Regions from separate parts of the Mus musculus genome. Here region 1 is linked to region 2. Evidence: chromatin contacts called from public Hi-C data. All regions are on one chromosome and are shown on one strand. Each heading gives the region's core, a stretch centred on a gene start, on an enhancer-like site or on the middle of the called end of the contact. The rest is flanking DNA. Distances are from core to core; before and after follow the strand shown. Region 1 holds the start of 2700003A03Rik (a long non-coding RNA gene). Region 2 overlaps Iqca (IQ motif containing with AAA domain).

Region 1 (3,220 bases), core at 635-3,134, 220 kb after region 2:
AGAGCAGATGGGTGACCAGCCTTGAGGCTTTGGGCACAGTTGCCTTTGTGTCTGAGACTGGCCCATGCCACTCAGGTTCTGTTGGGTTCTGAGCCCATTCCAATTCTTCATTGTCATTGACCTGGAACTGAGCTAGAGAGGCACATTCTTGGGACAGATCAAAGTCCCTAAGAATCTTGGATGTTGAAGCTGCTTGACCACATAGCCCACTGATCCAAATCCTACGTGTTCATGGAGAGGTCTAGGGGGAAAACCTGAGGAATGAGCTGAGGTAGGGTGTGTTTCGAGGCATCCAGTTCAGTCCTCATCAGTGACCTCAGCCATCTCAAATAACACCAATGTACAGGGTGGGGGTGTGTGTGGAGAGGCCCTGGACAGACTTCGGGGGAGGGGAATCATCTCACTAGGCCCCAAGAGCAGAATGTCAGAGGGTACTGGGTGTGGAAGGCATGGTGCTTCCTCCTATGGATCACCAAGGCCCACCGTGTCCACTGGGAACCAGAATCAGATGTTCTGTAGACTCAGACCATATGTTGCCACACCCTGAGCCAGCCCACAGTTCTGGCTGAGTTGCAGCCCGGGTGAGCAGTCTCAAGGCTGGCTCTCACAGTTTTAAGAACCTACTTGGCATTAGCCAACAATGTATATGGGGGCTTCTAGACACCAACTATCCATTGCATTTTATCCAAACATTTGGTTCTTTTATCTTGGCCCCTTTGTGCCAGATGCACTTAGAGGAAGCCATTCTTTGCAGGTGGAAAGAACATTGTGTGACTTCTATTTTCCGGCTGTCTGCTACACCAAGCCTTGGCTCTGAAGGGAATTATACAGGACTTGTCCTTTGGTCGTCCAACCCCGTACACAGGTCTCCCTCCACCCCTCCATGTCAAGGGAGTGAGCACCCTCTATAGTTGAATCCTCACCATGTCAAAGTTTGAATTACTCACTGGAGGAGAACACCAGCTCTTTCTTGTTTTAAAATCTCCCCTCTGCCTTCAGTGGCTCCACAGAGAGAATCTAGCAGATAGTTTAGGGAAAGGTAGCAGATTCATGGACTCACCAAAGGGTGGAACCTCCATTAAAGGTGACCCAGTGAGACATCTGTCCCAGTGGGTCTCAGCCAGGGGTGACTGTCTCCACACATCTCCTAGTTGATTCCAGTTCTGATCAAGTGGACAGCCAATTCTAACCTTCACCTTAGAACATAGCTAAAAAGCCTATTATACAGAAAGATGAGGTCGTGCATTTAGTGAGGAGGGTAATGTTATCAGAGGGGAGGGGGCTGAGAACTTCAAGGGACAGAGGCCCATGTCTGCAAGAGGTCTACTTTGAGGCTTGCTGTTCAGTATGGTGACTGTAGCCCACGATAATGTCCATGACAATGTGAACATAGCAGTAACCATGAGTGGGGCTGGGGAGAAGCTTGGTGGTTAAAAGCACTGTCTGAAGAGTCACGAGGACTGGTGTTTGGCCCCTAACACCTGCATGGCCAGCTGGGCATCCAACACTTGTTTGTAACCCAGCTTTTTGAGGGGATGGAGACAAGATCTCTGTCTTTCAGACACTGGAAGAAAATGTAAATTCCAGGTCCCAAAAGAGACTTTGTCTCAAGGGACTAGGTGCAGAGTGATGAAGGAGGACAGCCAGCGCCCTCTTCTGGCCACCACGGGAACATGCACACACGTATCTGTGCACACACCCGGAGAGATTCAGGCACACACAGATACATAAACATTAAAACAGATTGTCTATCACCAACAAGTGCTAGGCCAGGTGTGATGGGTGTGTTAAAGCAGTTGCCACATCACTGCATGGTACCCATAAGGAGAAACAGCCCTTTGCGGTCTATAAATATATAGTCACAATATGTCAACCACAAGTAGCATTAACGGTACAAAAATCACACATGATTCTCTCATCATTCGTGTCCATACTAATCACATGTGGAAATACTACTTTGGATATGAAGGATAAAGCACTCCTTCAGAGTCTACACTCTGCTACTTCTGTCTCCAGCCTCCTGCTGGTTCCTGTTCTGGGGCTAGTTAATTCCCTGGCCTCCAGACATTCACACTGTGCTGGGAGCATGGTTTTAGGCGCTCCTCATGGTCAGCGGGCATTGGGGTCCTGCCAGGGAGACAGAGGAGCAGAGCCAGGCGTGAATCTCCTGGATCCTGGGAAGAGCTTATGCTGAGGCATGTGGAGGGATGAATGAGCTCTTGGGGACTGTCATTACCAGCTCTCCGAGAAACTGGATTGCCTGCAATAAAAATCTCCAACATCCTGCTTCAGGGCTGGGGTCTCATGGGGAGCTCTTGACACGGTGCCCAAACCACAGCCTTAATCACCGAGGCACGTGGCTCACACTTGCATGGATGTGTGGACGTGGGCCTCTCTTCGGGCTGGAAACTCGGAGCAGCTTCGCTCTGGAGAAACGGATCTCTCGCTCTCTTTCCTCCACCCACATGTCAGCAAAGGCTTTACTTAAGCAAATGCCACCTGCCCCAGCCCGGACACTTGTCTGCACCACAGAGGCCCGTGCTGAGTGCCAGCAACTCAGGCCTGTTTTCTCTGAGGGGGCCGGACCCTGGAATGTTGACACCCCGTGGTTGTTGCTGTAATGATAATGCTCTACATTAATAACACACCTCTCAGCCAGATGGGTTCCTGAGTGCCCTACAGGCTGTGACAAGTAACCATCCTGAGTTCCAACAATTTACTGTGCCCACCAGGGCTCATGGCTCCTGGATGAGTCACAGGCTTTTGTCCACATGCAGAAATGAGGCTGGATTGGCCAAGGGGAGAGCAAAGCAAAGGAACTGACCAAGGCCTGACTGGGAGGATGTGAGGACCATGGTCACTGTGCCATCAAGGACCAGAGTAATGAGCCAGAAGCAGTGGTAAGGAGTAGGGGACAGGTCAGTGAAAAGATCCTGTCTAATAATTTAAAACTGCAAAGCCATGCAGGACTCTAACTTAGAAACAGAAAGAAGTCAGATGTAGAGGGCCATGCCTGTAATTCTGGCACTGGGGAGGCTTTAGCAGGAGGACTGCCACAAGTTGAAGGCTATCTTGAATTAGATAAAGTTCTAGGCCAGCCTGGGCTATAGAATGAGAACTTGAGATCTTAAACTCTTGTCCCCTCTGCCCCCAAATAAAAGGGAAGAAAAGAATGGAAGGGAGGGAGGGAGGGAGGGAGGGAGGGAGGGAGGGAGGGAGG
Region 2 (3,361 bases), core at 445-2,944:
TGGGCTGTAACTGAGGGTGGTCCAGCAAGGAGCAGTGGGGCCACTTTGTGCCAGGCACAGGGCACAGGCACTGTACATGCCAGAGCCAGCGTGCATGTGATGCAGCCACCCCTCGTAGGGGCCTCTCTGGGTTTCAGATGCCTGTGATCTCCTCAACTCAGTCCCACAGAGTGTGCCCCATTAACCCCCTCCCCCATTTATAGACGGGGGTCACTGAGGGCCAGAAGTGATCTGAGCTACACAGCTCCAAAATGGCAGAGGCAGGACGGAGGCCACCACGGTGTGGGAAGCAGGGGCGAGCTGCTTGTTGTGGTTCCCTGTCTGTTCTACACAGAACTGGACAGTTCCCGAATCTCTGTCTCAGGGGAGGACCAGGGCTCTGGAGGTGAATGCACGGAGGATGAGGACCCAAACACTCTCTGCTGCTACGAGCCTAGCTCTCTTTCTTCATGGTTCTTCTACTGAGCCCTACCCCAAACCACTGTGACCTCTGAATTTGGGGCAACCTTCATGAGGGGTGCTTTGTTTTGGCTTAGCCTCCTGTGGTATATTTTTGGCACTAGAATTCGAAGAGACATTTTTTTCCCTTTCCCAGATTTTGATTGCCAGAGAAAAAGAGAACAAAAAGTTCAGTCAAGGAGCTGGGGGAGATGGCTCGGTTAACAAAGGCGTGCTACGCAAGCATGAGGACCTGAGCGTGGATCCCCAGCCCTAGGTAAGAAGCCAGTACAATGAGTGGTATATGTGTCCCAGTGCTGGGAGCTAGACACGGAAGGATCCCTAGGGCTTGCTGCCAGCCAAAGCAGGCAGATCCGGTTCCAGTGAGAGAACTTGTCTTGAAAAAGTAAGGTGGTGAATGATTGAGGAAGACAAATAATACTGACCTCTGGCTCCACACACATGCACAGGTAATTACATTCACACACAGAGACACACAGACACAGACACAGATACACACACACACACACATACACATGCACAGGTACAGGCATAAGTTCATACATGCACACACATACATGCACATGCACTTGTGCACGTACACACATGTGTGCACATGCATAGGCATAGGCACAGGAACATGCACATGCACACACATACACATGCCACACACACCCATGCACACACAGCCCTTCAGATTGTGCTAGTAACAGATTAAAACAGCCGTGTCTGGCCTGGCCCTTCTCATGCCTCACCCTTCTTTCCAAATCCCACGCCCGCCACTGCCATCCTCTGGAACTCTGATGTATCTTCGCACGGCTGCTAGTGGAGGTGAGGCTGCCTGGTGGGGGGCTGGAAAAAAGTCTCAACCCACTCAATCTGAGGAGTGACCATCACAAACCAGCCACTTGCCTTGCAGCTGCCACCCTTGGGGCAGATACATGCCACAGGATGAAGGGACACCCTCTCTGCTTCTCTCTCCCTCATCTATATCTTTTATTTAATGAAATCAGCACCCAGAGATGTCAGAGCAGCTTAGATGACTCTCCACCTTCAGTATTCTATGGGTCTCTAGGGGAGGCAGCACACACACTGCAGAGAGAGCGGCTGGAGCCAGCCATCCTCCTCCAGACCTGCAGTGTGGAATATGTCATGTTTGGGCGCCAACTCTTTGCTGGGTGGTGAGGACTCAGAGAGAGGCGCAGAAACAGTACAGGGTGTAGGCTCCCTGTGAACAGTGCCAGTCCTGGCTGGGAAGCCATGAGAAAGGACGGTTAGAAGGAGACAGTATCAGGGAATGCTGGCTGCCAACTGGTGCTTAGAATTTAACTCCTGCCATGTGTGCCTGTGATAATCTGTGGGAGGTACACTAGGGAGCAAGAGGAGCCAGAATACTGCAGCCTCCTCTCCCCACAGCATTCTCCCTTTCCTTGGGTTGACACTGGAGACTCTAGACCAGTGGCTTTCAACCTGTGGGTCATGACCCCTCTGGGGGGGGGGTGTTACACTACCCTTTCCCAGGGGCCTCCTATGACCATGAGAAAACATAGACATTTACATTATGATTCATGACGGTAGCGAAATTAAATGACAGCTATGAAATAGCAACAAAAGTAACTGTATGGTTAGGGGTCACCACAACATGAGGAACTGTATTAAAGGGCCACAGCATTGGGAAGGTTGAGAGTCACTGCTCTAGATAGTGATGCCCTGGCTGAGAAATGACACTTAAGTGCCTGGGCACCATCTGGCATCAGAGCTTTTAAATTTTAAAAGTTATGATTACAGGTGGTTATTTGAGGCTATTTTCATACATATGTAAAATACATATCTATAGTTTGAGCAGATTACTCCATACTTCTGCCCCTCCCATCATTCCCGCCTTTCCCCCCATGACTCCCCCCTCCCCATAACTTCTCCCCTCACTTCCTGTCTACTTTCATTGTCCTCTCTTCTTGCAGCCTAGCAGAAAGGTGATTGAGAAATAATCACCTTGCTCCTGGGAGAATGAATCTCTTGGTCCTGGGAGCATGAATTCTCCTGTCCTTTCTGTGGGGAAGCTGGGAGGTGGTCACAGGCCTTCCTGTGCAGTGCTGGGCAGAGAGGAGAGGCCTGGATCACTAGGCGGTGAGGCAGGATTAGAGGAACGGAGGCTGCTTTTCATGGTGGGTGAAGACATGGGGGCGAGAGGGAGTTGCTTTCTCAGTTTTGGCCTGGATTTAGGAATGAAAATTATGTTCTCTTCCTTCCTTTAGAGGCTGGGGGCAGAGAAGTTCTGAGGCACTGTGTGGAGTGGCTGGACCATAAAGATCAGTAATGTAGGGGCCAGTTTCTAGGAGCTAGGACCTCAAGGATCTGGGAAAGCAGGAGAGGGCAGCTATGAATCTGCAGGTGGTTCAAGGACAGCAGAGGGTGTCTCATAACTGTAGGGTGGTAGGGACAAGGGAGATGAAGACTGTAGGCACAGATGGAAGCAGACAGAGCTTTGAGGTTCCCAGACAGAAGGAGAAAATACCTGTGCTGCTCTGAGTGGGAGCCAGGCTCTTGGGCACTGGGAATGACACATAGTGCAAAGGTTTTTTAGGGTGGTCGCAAAGGGGCCAGAGGCTGGAGCCATGTGATGGAATTTGTTTATATGTTAGAAGCCATGGATACCCTGAGAAGACTTCAAGATTCTATCTGTGTTAAGGTCAGTGTGTGAGGACTGCCGTAGTTGGCACTAAGCTCAGACTTGGGCCACCTTGGCTCTGGGGGCAGTGGGAATGGCTGAAGGACACTGGGAAGGACAAGGTGGGAGGGGAATAGAGGCTTCTAAAGAGAGCAGGCAAGACAGAAGCGGTGCATGCCTGGGAAGGCTGGAATGGACTCAGGGGCATAGAGTTGGCCATACATACAAGAAGTAGATATGGAATGACCAAGAGGA

Evidence for each region. Hi-C and Micro-C count contacts between places; a contact is called where the count stands out from the background.
Region 1: a contact with region 2 is called in a Hi-C map of cerebral cortex, with 3 times the contacts expected there. The contact joins the promoter of 2700003A03Rik here to the enhancer-like site in region 2. A contact is called at or near these places in 2 of 15 datasets of contacts at CTCF or cohesin (both in embryonic stem cells), 34 of 484 Hi-C or Micro-C datasets (the NIH/3T3 cell line, adipose-derived mesenchymal stem cells, cerebral cortex and 11 more), 5 of 115 datasets of contacts at active chromatin or transcription factors (cardiomyocytes, embryonic basal ganglia, embryonic stem cells and 2 more) and 1 of 9 other capture datasets (embryonic stem cells).

What each region holds. Positions count from the first base shown.
Region 1 is chr1:90,270,988-90,274,207 of GRCm38.p6, forward strand. It overlaps 2700003A03Rik (a long non-coding RNA gene), which reads left to right and starts at 1,885. Exons shown (of 4, transcript XR_003947931.1): 1 at 1,885-2,918.
Region 2 is chr1:90,053,512-90,056,872 of GRCm38.p6, forward strand. All of the region lies in intron 15 of Iqca (IQ motif containing with AAA domain), which reads right to left. Among named protein-coding and RNA genes, the nearest start is that of Asb18, 41 kb to the left of the region's middle. Within about 2 kb of position 1,695, at least 12 of the 459 cell types and tissues checked have an H3K27ac peak or open chromatin away from gene starts, as enhancers often do. A contact at or near this core is called in cerebral cortex, where this site is marked.